Linked DNA regions of Sus scrofa: regions 1 and 2 are each linked to region 3. A link is a contact called in public Hi-C and promoter capture Hi-C data. All regions are on one chromosome and are shown on one strand. The core of a region is the stretch at or near the end of the contact, and the rest is flanking DNA. Distances in the headings are between cores, read along the strand shown. Region 1 holds the start of NIPAL3 (NIPA-like protein 3). Region 2 holds the start of PNRC2 (proline rich nuclear receptor coactivator 2). Region 3 holds the start of IFNLR1 (interferon lambda receptor 1).

What was found. Promoter capture Hi-C pulls out the DNA fragments that hold promoters and counts their contacts. A called contact is a pair of places that touch in the nucleus more often than the background predicts.
Region 1: a promoter capture Hi-C map of fetal liver shows a contact between it and region 3, with 2.4 times the contacts expected there. The contact joins the promoter of NIPAL3 here to the promoter of IFNLR1 in region 3. A contact is called at or near these places in 4 of 5 promoter capture datasets (fetal liver, fetal skeletal muscle and liver), 1 of 47 Hi-C or Micro-C datasets (liver) and 1 of 2 datasets of contacts at active chromatin or transcription factors (alveolar macrophages).
Region 2: a Hi-C map of heart right ventricle shows a contact between it and region 3, with 4 times the contacts expected there. The contact joins the promoter of PNRC2 here to the promoter of IFNLR1 in region 3. A contact is called at or near these places in 2 of 47 Hi-C or Micro-C datasets (embryonic fibroblasts and heart right ventricle).

The regions. Positions count from the first base shown.
Region 1 is chr6:82,109,456-82,113,451 of Sscrofa11.1, forward strand. It overlaps NIPAL3 (NIPA-like protein 3), which reads left to right and starts at 2,073. Exons shown (of 12, transcript XM_003127700.6): 1 at 2,073-2,302. It overlaps STPG1 (O(6)-methylguanine-induced apoptosis 2), which reads right to left and starts at 2,013. Exons shown (of 8, transcript XM_021095547.1): 1 at 1,774-2,013. The coding sequence starts at 1,786.
Region 2 is chr6:81,720,980-81,725,029 of Sscrofa11.1, forward strand. It overlaps PNRC2 (proline rich nuclear receptor coactivator 2), which reads left to right and starts at 1,947. Exons shown (of 3, transcript NM_001244508.1): 1 at 1,947-2,099; 2 at 3,004-3,209; 3 at 3,498-4,050. The coding sequence starts at 3,516. The coding sequence ends at 3,935.
Region 3 is chr6:81,912,073-81,916,147 of Sscrofa11.1, forward strand. IFNLR1 (interferon lambda receptor 1) reads right to left here and starts at 2,032. Exons shown (of 7, transcript XM_021095536.1): 1 at 1,914-2,032. The coding sequence starts at 1,971.

The DNA of each region.
Region 1 (3,996 bases), core at 823-3,322, 200 kb after region 3:
CCGGAGTTCCGTGGGGGAAAGCACGCCATGATTATTATCATTTTTCAGGTGGGGGACTCTGAGGGCACACCTCTGGGGAGGGGCACCTCCAACGGTGGTTTCTTCCAGCCCTCAGGGCACCACCTAGCCCGACACCAGAATTCTGCACGCACCGGGCCGGCGGGGATCTCACTGACCATCCCATGCGGTGCGCCGGTTCCTCCTCCCCAGGACCCCGGGATCCGCGTCCCAACAAGAGACGGTCTCCTACCTCGTTGGGTCCCCAGCGCTGAATCTGGCCTGCCCGCCTCCCTGTCGCTATGGCAACCACAGATCTAACATTCCAGAGTCCACCTTCTGCCCGCCTTCTGACGAACTCTAGCCAATGGCGTCCTCTGTTTCTTTAGTTGCAAAGTTATTGACCAATGATCAGAGGCATTTCAAAAACCGCTGGGCTGCTGCCACAATTTAGGGTTCAGGTTTACTACGTCAGGATAGGTGGAGAAACCTGACATGGACTTATCTAGGCAACCCCTCAAAAATCTTGTGATAGACCAAAAGTCTTAGAATATTGCTCACCCAGAGATCCTACTTCAAGGAATAAACCGAAAAGAACTAACATTCATCCAAACCCTGTTTGTAACAAAGAAAAAAGACTGTTATGGGTCACCATACAAAGGCAGCCAGTGAGTGTTTCACGTGCCCCTCTTCACACACTTCAGAGCAATCACGGTGATCTTCACTCCAGTGACTTCCCTTTAAATTTAGGATGAAATCCAAGAGTTCCCCCTCGTGGCTCAGCGGCAACGAATCCGACTAGGAACCATGAGGTTGCGGGTTCGGTCCCTGGCCTTGCTCAGTGGGTTAAGGATCCGGCGTTGCCCTGACCTGTGGTGTAGGTGGCAGACGCCGCTCGGAGCTGGCGTTGCTGTGGCTGTGGTGCAGGCCACCACAGCCGGCGGCAACGGCTCCGATTGGACCCCTAGCCTGGGAACCTCCATATGCCGTGGGTGCGGCCCTAAAAGGATAGAAAAGACAAAACAAATAAATAAATAAAATAAATAAATTTAGGATGAAATCCAAACATCTTCATGTAAGCGGTTCCTGGCCAGTCCCTCTGGTAACAACTTCTACCTCACATGCGCCAGAAAAATCTCTCACTAGCCCCGCAGTCCTTGGAGCAGTTTCAACAGTTATGTCTCCTTCTTCTCTCAGTTGTTCCCTCTGAGTTCGCTCGGGTCAGGGTCTGAGCCATGACTGGCTCTTTCTCATCATGGAGGTCTCTATCCAAATGTCATGTTTTCATTTGTAAAATGGGCATGAGCCCAGTGTCTCACTTAGGGAGTTGTTGAGAGGATCTCAATTGAAAGGCATGTGAGTGAAAAAGCAGAAACACCATGCACGTATTCAGTATTTTAAAATACATTTTTCCCATTTAAATTTAATTTTTAATTGAAGTATAGTTGCTGTACAACATTATGTTACAAGAATACAATACAGTGATTCACAGTTTTAAAGGTTATGCTCAGTAATAGTTATTATAAAATATGGGCTATATTCCCCATATTGTGCAATATATCCTTCTGGCAATTACAATTATTTCAGTTGTACATTAAGGAAGCATTCACCAAGCGCTAGGCTTATTGAGAACCTTAAGAACTGCTGAGCTGCGGAGGGAGGGCTCGTACAGTCTGCGGCCAACAGGTGTTCTGGGAGGGCACACAAGGAGAAATTTTGGGGGCCCCTCCGTTTTGCGAGGAAAGGGGCCTTGAAAGACGTGTAGGATTTGATTACCTGGTGAGAGCATGGCGTGAGCGAAGAGCAGGAGCAAAGCCCAGGAGGTGACTCTGAGGATAAGGAGGGAGGACACCTGGCAGGCTGCCCATCTGTCGGGCAGGTGGAGTGAGCAGTCACCGGAGCTCTGCAGACAGCCAAAGAAGAGGAGCGAGGTTTTATTCCAACTTCCTTCCTGTGGCCGCTAGAGGGGACTCTCTCCAGGTGAGCGCAAAGCTCCGTCGGGGAGCCGCCTCTGCCTGGCTCCGCGACCCCACGCTTCAAGCAAGCTTTGCTGTGCAGCCAATGATCGCGGAGTGTCCCGCCCACTCCCTCCTCGCAGCCATTCGTTTGCGCAAAATGTCCGCCAGATTTTGACGGGCAGGCGACCTGACAAATAAAATAGAAGCCTTTGAAAGCAAAACACTGCAGCATTCCGGCAGCTCTGAGTTGAGGAAGGAATTGAAGAGGCTGTGTCGCCGGCTTGCGAGAAGAATCCAAGTCGCTCTCAGAAACGTTTGCTAGGTGGGCCTTGGTGGAAACGCCCCCGGTAAGTAGCGATTAAGACTAAGGAGGAGGAGGGTGGCGGAGACTTGAATTCAACCTTCGTTTCAGAAAAAGCGACTACATTTGTGATCATCGTACATTCCCTAGTATGAATACCTTCCTTCTTGCAGTCACTAGGCTTGTCACTTTGGGTCTTGTTGCCTCAGAATGCTTTTTCCATTTTCACATCGAGGAGAGGGGGCGTGGGTTTGCTTCAATAAAGGCGATGTCAGGCTTTACCAAGTCAGGAGGTGAAATGAAGTAACTTCGTCAAAATTGCCCCTGTACACGCCAGCTTGAGCTTCCTGGAGATAGGAGATGGTCAAGTTAGCAGGTGGATGAGGGGAGGCATTCTTGATCCGAACCGGCCGCTGGAAGTTGTAGTTTCCAGCAGGTTGGGTGGGGACTGAAGAGTGTAACCCTTTAGTGAGCAAAAGCCAGAAAAGGGAGAGCACTCAACGTGTAATGAACACTCAGCAGCCAGAAGCTGAATTGTCAGGTGATGGGAAAGGGCGTGTTTTATTTATTTTTTCAGATAGATAGAACCAAATTCTAATACAGACCCTACTTTTAGCAGCCATGAGCTGTGGTTCTCTCATCTGGGAAACCTGCTCTGAGGGTCGGTGAAGTAATTCATTGAGATGAGGGGTTGGGGGTGAAGTGGAAGCCATCACCTAGTGAATTATCTTTCCTTTTTTTAAGTCAGTGACCCCGTGCTCACTGCTGGCTGTGAGGAGCTCAAAATTAAGGGGTGGCTGGCAACACAGTTGGCTGCTTGCCTCTAGGGCATATGCTAGTCCTGCAGAAGTGCTCTGAAATCAGGAAAAGAGAGTCACTAGGTAAAGAATGTGCACCTTGTAATGGAGGACAACCTGCCAAGGGTTTGGCCAAGGCTTTTAGTCCAAACTCCTACCCAGCTGAGGGAGAGTTTTCTATCTGCAGGCCATGATGCCTCAGAGGCTTGGGGGTTCCTGAGGCGGAGAGGGAGGCTGCTTTTTAAAAGTGAATTAAGTGAAAGCAACCACAGCCTCCACAAAGGAAAGCAAAAAACAGAGACCTCCCTGGGGAAACCAGAGGGCCTGGATTCCCATCACCCCCTTGGCACCTCCCTGTGGTTTCTCTGATGTGCCGTGGGTGGGGCTGGATCTGTCAGTTGTATCTCTGGAGTTTCGGTTGGTTAGGCCTGAGTAAGCCATTCTATTCTTGACTGTGAAGCAGTCACATTGCACCAGGTGCTTCGGAGGCCTCTCTATAGTCTGCTGGTAGGTATGTACGGAGGTCACTGTGCCAAGCTCTGGGCTTGATCTCAGGAAGGAGCAACTGCCCAAGGGATTCAGCAAACAGTTTCCGAGAATTTGTGCTCCAGCGCCCCTTTACCTCCAGGTGGAAAGCCTCTAAGAATATCTCAGAAATCCAGAGAGCCCTGGGCTACTTTTCCTTTCTAAGGCTATGATATTAAAACGTTGCTGTAGGGATACATACATTTAACACAGTAATGCTTTTCACCCATGCATGAAAGTATAGTGAAGAAGAATCATGCTTTTCACAAGATTACAAACTCACATTCATAGGGCTTTACTGTCAGGGAGGCCCAATTATAGGCTATGAGTTATAAAGTTGTCTGATGAATATACTTCCTGTACCTATATACTGACTATATAACCTTATCTGGAGGCAATAGCAATCATTTAAGTTTGA
Region 2 (4,050 bases), core at 697-3,196, 190 kb before region 3:
TAAAATGCAGTTGCTTAAGTGGTTTTCTTAAGAAGTCTTAAGGTTGCAGGCTTGGCTTGGATCCTGCGTTTGCTGTAGCTGTGGTGTAGACCGCAGCTCTGATTCGCATCCCTAGCCTAGGAACTTTCATATGCTGCAGATGCAGCCCTAAATTAAACAAACAAAAACAAAAACCAAGAAATCTTATTAAAGTCCATGGCTAGAGAACCTGGGGGTGGGAGATGATGGTAGCAGAAAAACTGAAGCTAATAAGACTAATTATGTGGGACTTATTAAAAGCATATATAAATCCTGTGACAAAAATGCTCATATGGGAGTTCTCTTGTGGTGCAGCATATTAAAAATTCTGCCTTGGAGTTCCTGTCATGGCTCAGCAGAAACGAATCTGACTAGTATCCATGAGGACACAGGTCTGACCCTGGCCTCACTCAGTGGGTTAAGGTGAGCTGTGGTGTAGCCCCAGGGATCTGGCACTGCTGTGGCTGTGGTGTAGGCCGGCAGCTACAGCTCTGATTTGACCCCTTGCCTGGGGACCTCCATTAGCCTAAGGTGCGGCAGGAAAAAGACAAGACTAAAAAACAAACAAAAAATCCTGCCTTGTCACTGCAGCAGCTAGGGTCACTGCTATGGAGCAGGTTTGATCCTTGGCCAGGGGAACTTCCACATACTAGAGGGCAAGGCCAACAGAAAAAGCCCAGGGAGTTCCTGCTATGGCCCAAGGGGATGGGCAGGCTGTCTCTGCATTGCCAGGATGCAGGTTGGATCCCCAGCTGGATACAGTGGGTTAATGGATCTGGTTAAAGGCTTGGATCTGACCCCATGAGGTGGCAAAACCAACCAACAAACCAAAAAACTCCTATGTTCATAGAAACTGTTGTTCTCTTTTAAAATACGAGCCTTGGGTTGCTTATCCATTTATTCCCAAGAAGTTGTCCTTTTCCTCTTTGCTGCACCTCACTGGCAAACGAACTTAACTCTTTTCTCCTCCCTTTATTTACACACTGCAGAAAGGGTTATAAGTAAGGGAACTCTCCTCTCAACAAACTCTTCTTGGGGCACTTACAACGTACTCTGTGTTCAGAGAAACGAAACCCTGCTTTGCCCCCTGCCCAACCCCACCCGGAGGATGTGTGCGCGGGAACTCGCGGACAAGTAGCTACCACATAGTGTGATTGAAGTTCAAGACCAGTCAGACACAAAGGAGGAACTGATTAACTTGACCCGCACGTGCGTCGGAAACGCCTTCACAGAAGAGGTAGCTTCTTAGAATTTCGAGGCTGGGGGCCAGGGGGGCGGGAAGGAACCGCAAGCTGGGGCGCTGGCGTGACCGAGAAACAGAGAGGGAGGAGTGTCTGGACTAAGTGGCCAGGGGCCAGCCTCGGAAAGCAACTTTGATCAGTATCTTCCATGTGTAAGAGATCGGTTACTCGGCTCAGTGAACTTAACTCGGGAACTCAACGCCCCCTCCAGTGACTCCCCATGGCCCGGAACCCACTTGGTTCCGAGTGCCACGGGACCCACTGGCCGGACAGCGCGGGAGGAAGCCGCTGTTCCAGTGGGCGGCCGACGCCCTTCTCCCCGGAGCCGCTTGCGCGCGGCTCTCGGACCCTGGAATCGGCGCGAGGGGCTGGTGCTGGCCGCGACTTGGGGTGTCGGACGGGGCCTGGTGGGCTTCTCCCGGAAGGGGCTGGTGTCACTCGGGGGCCCGAGAAAGGGCGGCAGCCGGGGCCCGCAGCGGTCTTTCCCGACATGCTCTTCTCGAGGAGTATTTGAAACCCTCGGCCACAGCCACCTCCCCTCCCTCGGCCCCGTCGGGCCCCAGCAACAGGCGGCGGCCCGCGTGTCATTGGCCGGGCCGCGCGAAAGCGTGTTTTGATTGGCCGCCGCGCTTCCCGGCCCAGCTTCTGCGCTCACTGTCGCCTCCATTTTGTCGGTAGAGGCAGAAGGAGGAGGTCGGCCGGGACGTTAAGGTGGCCTGCAGCAGGCTCGTCGGTGCCCGTTGGCTTCGCTCGTTCCGTGCCTCGTCTCTCCCTGGAAGGGGAGGGGGGCTTCGACGCCGAGCAGGATCCGCCGCTGTCGTAGTCCCGAGCTTGAAGTCGGTGAGTGGCGGGCGCGGCCATGTTGGCGGCCGCGCTCCCCATTGTTGGGGGTAGGAAGTCAGATCCAGTGCCCGGCGGGCGCAGGCGGCGGGGAAGACCGGGTTCCCCGGCCGGGCCCGAGCAACGCGGAGCGGCTCGGAAACCCAGCCACATCGGAAGAGCCGAACTTTCCAGGCTCTTGTTGGGAATGACTCACGATCCGGGAATTCGTAGTTTCTTTAGGGCTGTTAAAATAGTCTGGAAGGGCCTCTCGCTCTTTCAAAAAAAAGAGGGCTTATTATTTATATGGTGACTTGGTTTCTTGGAATAGCAAACGAAATCTTGAATGTTTAATGTTCCTGATAGGCATTTTCATACATATTAGATGGGACAGTGACTTCAGTTATGGCTTGTGGAACTTCTTTTAAAATGGGGAGGAGTCAAGAGTTCAAAACTAAAGGAAACGCTGCATCACGTAAACCTGTTTGGAGAGGAGGCTTTGTGGAAACGGATGTGTAATGTGTGCAAAGATTGGAAAGTAATGGTGAGACTTTAAAAACATAGCTTCTTTAGGAAACACAGTTTAAGCCCATTTCTTGGCATGGCTGTGAAAGTTAATGCTTCTGTGGTTTGACTGGTTTTGGTCACAGAATCCGTGTGAGAATCTGAAAAGTTCCTAGAAAAAAGATACAACTTATTGAGAGGTCTGGCGGACACCCTTCCCCAATTCCTTATGAGTTCCTGGATCTCAAGGCTTAGAAGAGTTCTTAGATGATGACAGTTCTAAGGTCAAAGCCATCTTTAGAGACATTATTTTCTGCCTTTTAATTAGGAAGTAGCCATTTAACTATTTCTGTAGCAAATAATAAATGATCGCTTTCTCCTGTTTAACACGTGAAATAATTTAGAAATCTTTGCTTTTTAGCTAGGACTTCTCTCAAGGTTGTGTGCTGAGGAGACTCAGATGTTGGCCTCAGTTCCTAGGCTGAACTCAGCAGATCGGCCCATGAAAACTTCTGTATTGAGACAAAGGAAAGGATCTGTCAGAAAGCAACATCTCTTATCCTGGGCTTGGCGGCAAGGAAGAGGACAGGTGGTGGAAATCCTGCAATCTGAAAAGCAGACTGAAAGGTATCCAAGACTTCATGTTGAAATGGGGCAGACATTTTTATGGACTCATCCTAAACTGTTTAAGTAGAGGATCATACCAATTTGTAAGTTCATTTTTCTCAAGAAGTAACAAAGGCTGTGCATATGAAGTGTGGGCATTGTAATTAAGTAAAAAGCAGCTGAATAGCACATCTTTGAGTCTTCACCAAGGTTTCTGGGGTTACAAGTTGTGACTACTGAAGTTTTTTTAAAGTTTTAAACTATCTTAAGTGGAATTTTACTTAGCATTTTGTTTCCATTTGCTTACAGGTGACAAAGAAGCTGAAGATGGGTGGTGGAGAGAGGTATAACATTCCAGCCCCTCAATCTAGAAATGTTAGTAAGAACCAACAACAGCTTAATAGACAGAAGACCAAGGATCAGAATTCCCAGATGAAGATTGTTCATAAGAAAAAGGAAAGAGGACATACTTACAATTCATCAGCAGCTGCATGGCAAGCCATGCAAAATGGGGGGAAGAACAAAAATTTTCCAAATAATCAAAATTGGAACTCTAGCTTATCAAGTCCCACCTTACTTTTTAAGTCTCAAACTAATCAGAACTATGCTGGAGCCAAATTTAGTGAGCCACCGTCACCAAGTGTTCTTCCTAAACCACCAAGCCACTGGGTTCCTGTTTCCTTCAATCCTTCCGATAAAGAAATAATGACATTTCAACTAAAAACCTTACTTAAAGTACAGGTATGAGATAAAGTACTAATGTTCAAAGCTAGTCAATATTTAGGGATAATTGGCAATTGTTTCAGACTAAATACACAAGGGAATTAATCTGTAAAATAGCTTGCGTAGAAAATATAATTAG
Region 3 (4,075 bases), core at 782-3,281:
AGGCTTAGAGAGAGATGGTAAATAACTTGCCTGAGGCTACACAGCCAGTAAGTATAGACACCAGGATCCACCTGTGCTTCAGCCTAAACCTTTGCACCACAGTTTGTATTATATACATCATATATTCCTCAGCTGCAAGTATAGCTAGGTCCAGACAGGAAAACTATCGAGTTTGAAAAGATGGTAACCCACGCAGGTATATGCTGTTCCTCATTGGCTGTAGTAATACTGCTGTGAAGGTACCAGGGGCTGGCGCATCCCTGAGCTGACCTGGGTGGATGGACCATCCTGTGTCAGCTGTCCACCCCAAGGCCAAAGCTGGCCATGCTTGCTTCAGCCTCAGTCTTCTCTGTTCTGGGTGCCTCACCCATGCCTTCCTTCTTAGGTAATTCCCTTAATTGCGCAAAGTCTCCATCTGAATTTCTCCATCTGAAAAGGGAGAAAATAATACCTACTTCGCAGGACGATTGCGTTGATGCTTAACTAGAACTGTGTGGTGCCCAGTACAAAGAAGTTGCTCAAATAAATGCTGGCTCGTTCTTTTTCTTTCTTTCTTTCTTTCTTTCTTTCTTTCTTTCTTTCTTTCTTTCTTTCTTTCTTTCTTCCTTCCTTCCTTCCTTCCTTCCTTCCTTCCTTCCTTCCTTCCTTTCTTTCTTTCTTTCTTTCTTTCTTTCTTTCTTTCTTTCTTTCTTTCTTTCTTTCTTTCTTTCTTCCCTCCCTCCCTCCCTCCTTCCCTCCCTTCTTTCTTCCTTCTTCCTTCCTTCCTTCCTTCCTTTCTTTCTTTCTTTCGCTGCACCTGAGGCATATGGAAGTTCCCAGGCTAGGGGTCCAAACAGAGCTGCAGTTGCCCACCTATGTCAAGCCACAGCAAAGCCAGATCCAAGCCGAAACTGTGACCTACACTGCAGTTCAGGGCAACACCGGATCCTTAACCCACTGAGCAGGGCCAGGGATTGAACCTGGGTTCTCATGGATACTAGTTGGGTTCGTTAAAGCTGAGCCACAATGGGAACTCCAAATGTTGGCTTTTAACATTAGTATTAGATTATGTACAAGAACTCTTCGTGTTTTTAAATTATTAGGCTAAGACTAGGGAGATATCCTGGGAACAATTTTGCTGGGGTTTGGCAGTTGTGTCCTATTCCAAGGTATTTTGTACCCTGTAAACTTACCGGTGGCAGCTCAGAAAAAAAAAAGGGGGTAGGGGCTGGATGGAACTTCCTACACCCAGCCGGGAGAAAGGGGACACACACACACACACACACACACACACACTAATGCACACCCTGCGAGGGCAGGGCACTTCTGTTTGAATTTCCCTACTAGCAAGGGTCAAGTGCGGTATTTTTTATTTTTATTTTTGGTCTTTTTGTCTTTTTAGGGCCGCACCTATGGAGGTTCCAGGCTAGGGGGCTAATCAGAGCTACAGCTGCCAGCCTACACCGCAGCCACAGCAACGTCAGATCCTTAACCCACTGAGCAAGGCCAGGGATCGAACCCACAACCTTATGGTTCCTAGTCGGATTGTTTCCGCTGCGCCACAACGGGAACTCCAAGTGCGGTATTAATGAAGGGATCAGAGCCTTTAGGAAACCTTAAAAAAACACTTTATAAATAAATACAGCTGACTTTAGAACCATCGTCTTGTTTCCTGATTACCTGAAGCTGAGCTGGCATTAGGAAACGTGATCAGTTTCTTCCCGGAAAGGACTAGACAAGAGTCTGCTTGGTCCTCGGAAGAACACGGGTGGGAGGTGGCCTCTGCCGATCCACACGACTCAGGTTGCTGCGCCCAGACCCCTGCCTAAGGCACTGTCTCCCGAGCTTTGGCTCCGAAGGTGGATGCCGCCCGGACGGCGCTCCCCGCGGCCCCGCGCCCGCCCCGCGGCCCCGTGCCCACCCCGTGCCCTTACCTGGAGCGGACTGAAGCAGGCATAGGAGTAGAGAGGCCCAGCGGCCAGCCCCCGACATGCCGGCCGTCCCGCGGCCAGGGTGGGACCCGTTCCCACCTCCCGCCTCCCGTCCCACCGACTGCAGGTGACGCGAACGGCAGCCAATGGGAGGCCAAGCCGTGGACCCGCCCCTCCGGGACGGGACTCCACCCGGGCTTCCCCTGGGGCCGCCCCTAAGTCCCCAGCAGTTCGTTCTGCCTCTGCTTCGTTTCGTTCTGCGGGATCGGGGTGGGGGTGAGGTTCAGTAAATGCGTGTACAGAGTGAGGTGAGTGGAAGAAAACTGGTTTTTTTTTTTTGGCCACACCCGCGGGATATGGAGGTTCTCAGGCTAGGGGTCGATCTGGTGCAGGCCTACACCGGAGCCACAGCAACGCGGGAACTTCTGGCTCACCGCAATGCCAGAAACTTAACCCACTGAGTGAGGCCAGGGATTGAACCCGAGTTCTCGTGGATGCTAGTCGGGTTGGTTAACCGCTGAGCCACGACGGGAACTCCCGAAAACTGTTCATTATTAATAATCACGGCTAGGAATTCCAATAAGGGACTTTTAAGAGGGCAGAGGAGTTCAGGGCAAGTTTATGAACTGAGTCTCAGACACCACTGGCTCTATCCGAGCCTCTTCTAAGTGCCAGGTTCCAAGCCATGCACTTTCCCACATTATCGACATTAATTTCCTGGAGAATCCTGTGGGTCTGACTTATTCTCTATATCCTTCACGCGGGGCGTGGCAGCCTCCAGAGCTTAATGGGCTTGTTCCGGACATAGCTGGTCCCTCTGATGCCAGTGTGTTACTGGTCACCTGAACAGTAACCGCTTTCAAATAATGCAACCAGCCTCACCTCAGAACCGTCTACAGCCATGAAACAAGATATTGCCGGGAGTTGCCGTTGTGGCTCAGCGGTTAACCAACCGGACTAACATCCATGAGGACGAGGGTTCCATCCTTGGCTTGCTCAGTGGGTTAAGGATCTGGTGTTGCCATGAGCCGTGGTGTAGGTCCCAGACAAGGCTCAGATCCCAAGTTGCTGTGGCTGTGGTGTAGACTGGCAGCTACAGTTCCGACTGGACCCCTAGCCTGGGAACCTCTGTATGAGGCAGGTGCGGCCCTAAAAAGACAAAAAACTTTAAAAATTAAATAAAATAAAAAAGATACTGCCGAGGTGCATGTAGTGACTAAGGGATATTTCTAATGTACTCAGTAGCAGAAAAGCAAGTACCGAAACAGGCTGATTAAACCAAAAATGTGTGCCTATCGACCTGGACAGCTTCAGAAGGATGTATGCCAATATGTTAGTGGGGCTTCTCTCTCTCTGGTGAGGATTTTAAGTTCTCTTCTTTCTGTTTATGTTTAATTTCTAAATTTAAGTACTTGAATTGCTACTTAATTACATTAATCCTGAATTAACTTCTAATTAATATGTACTGCTTTTCCAACACGAAAAGTCACTTTTACTCTAAAAATAACCATCCCTCTCCTTTATTAACATATACTATTTTCTGTCCTTCCACAGCTCTCAAAGGAGGTATTGCTTCCTCTTTTCAGATGAGGAAACTGTCATTCTGAAAACCCATAGAGCTTGTGCAGGTGCTGGATTCTGGATTCAGTCCCAGGCCTGTCTCACCCCATGGCCTTTGGGTTCGCTGCTTTGTTCACTCTCCTGGTCTCAGTGACAGGCCGGGTGATGTTTGGTCAGGGGCGACCAAGCCCATGAACAAGACACATGGCAGAGAGACTCCTGGGGGTGATCTCTGGTTGGATGCTGGCTCTCAGTTTGGGTCCTGGCAGTTCTTGGGAGAGAATGCACTTTCACGGGACTCGGTTGCCCTGTGTTTGGCTGTGGGTGCAGACATTCAGAAATGTCAGGATGCTTTTGGGCTTTGCATCATGCTCTCAGCTCAATCCGTACTTCTGAACAGGGGCTCACAAGAGGCCATGTTTAGACCTCAAACACAAGGAGGAGGTGTGTCTCAGTTGGAGACACACTTAAGTATCTTTGAATCTCCTCTGACCCTGACGTCATCTGCCAACTGCAGCCCTTTCAGACCCGGAATCTCACTGAACTGGAAGCAGTTTGGCAGGGGGCATGGAAGTGTCTTCCTTTGCCACTGGCTCGACGCTCTT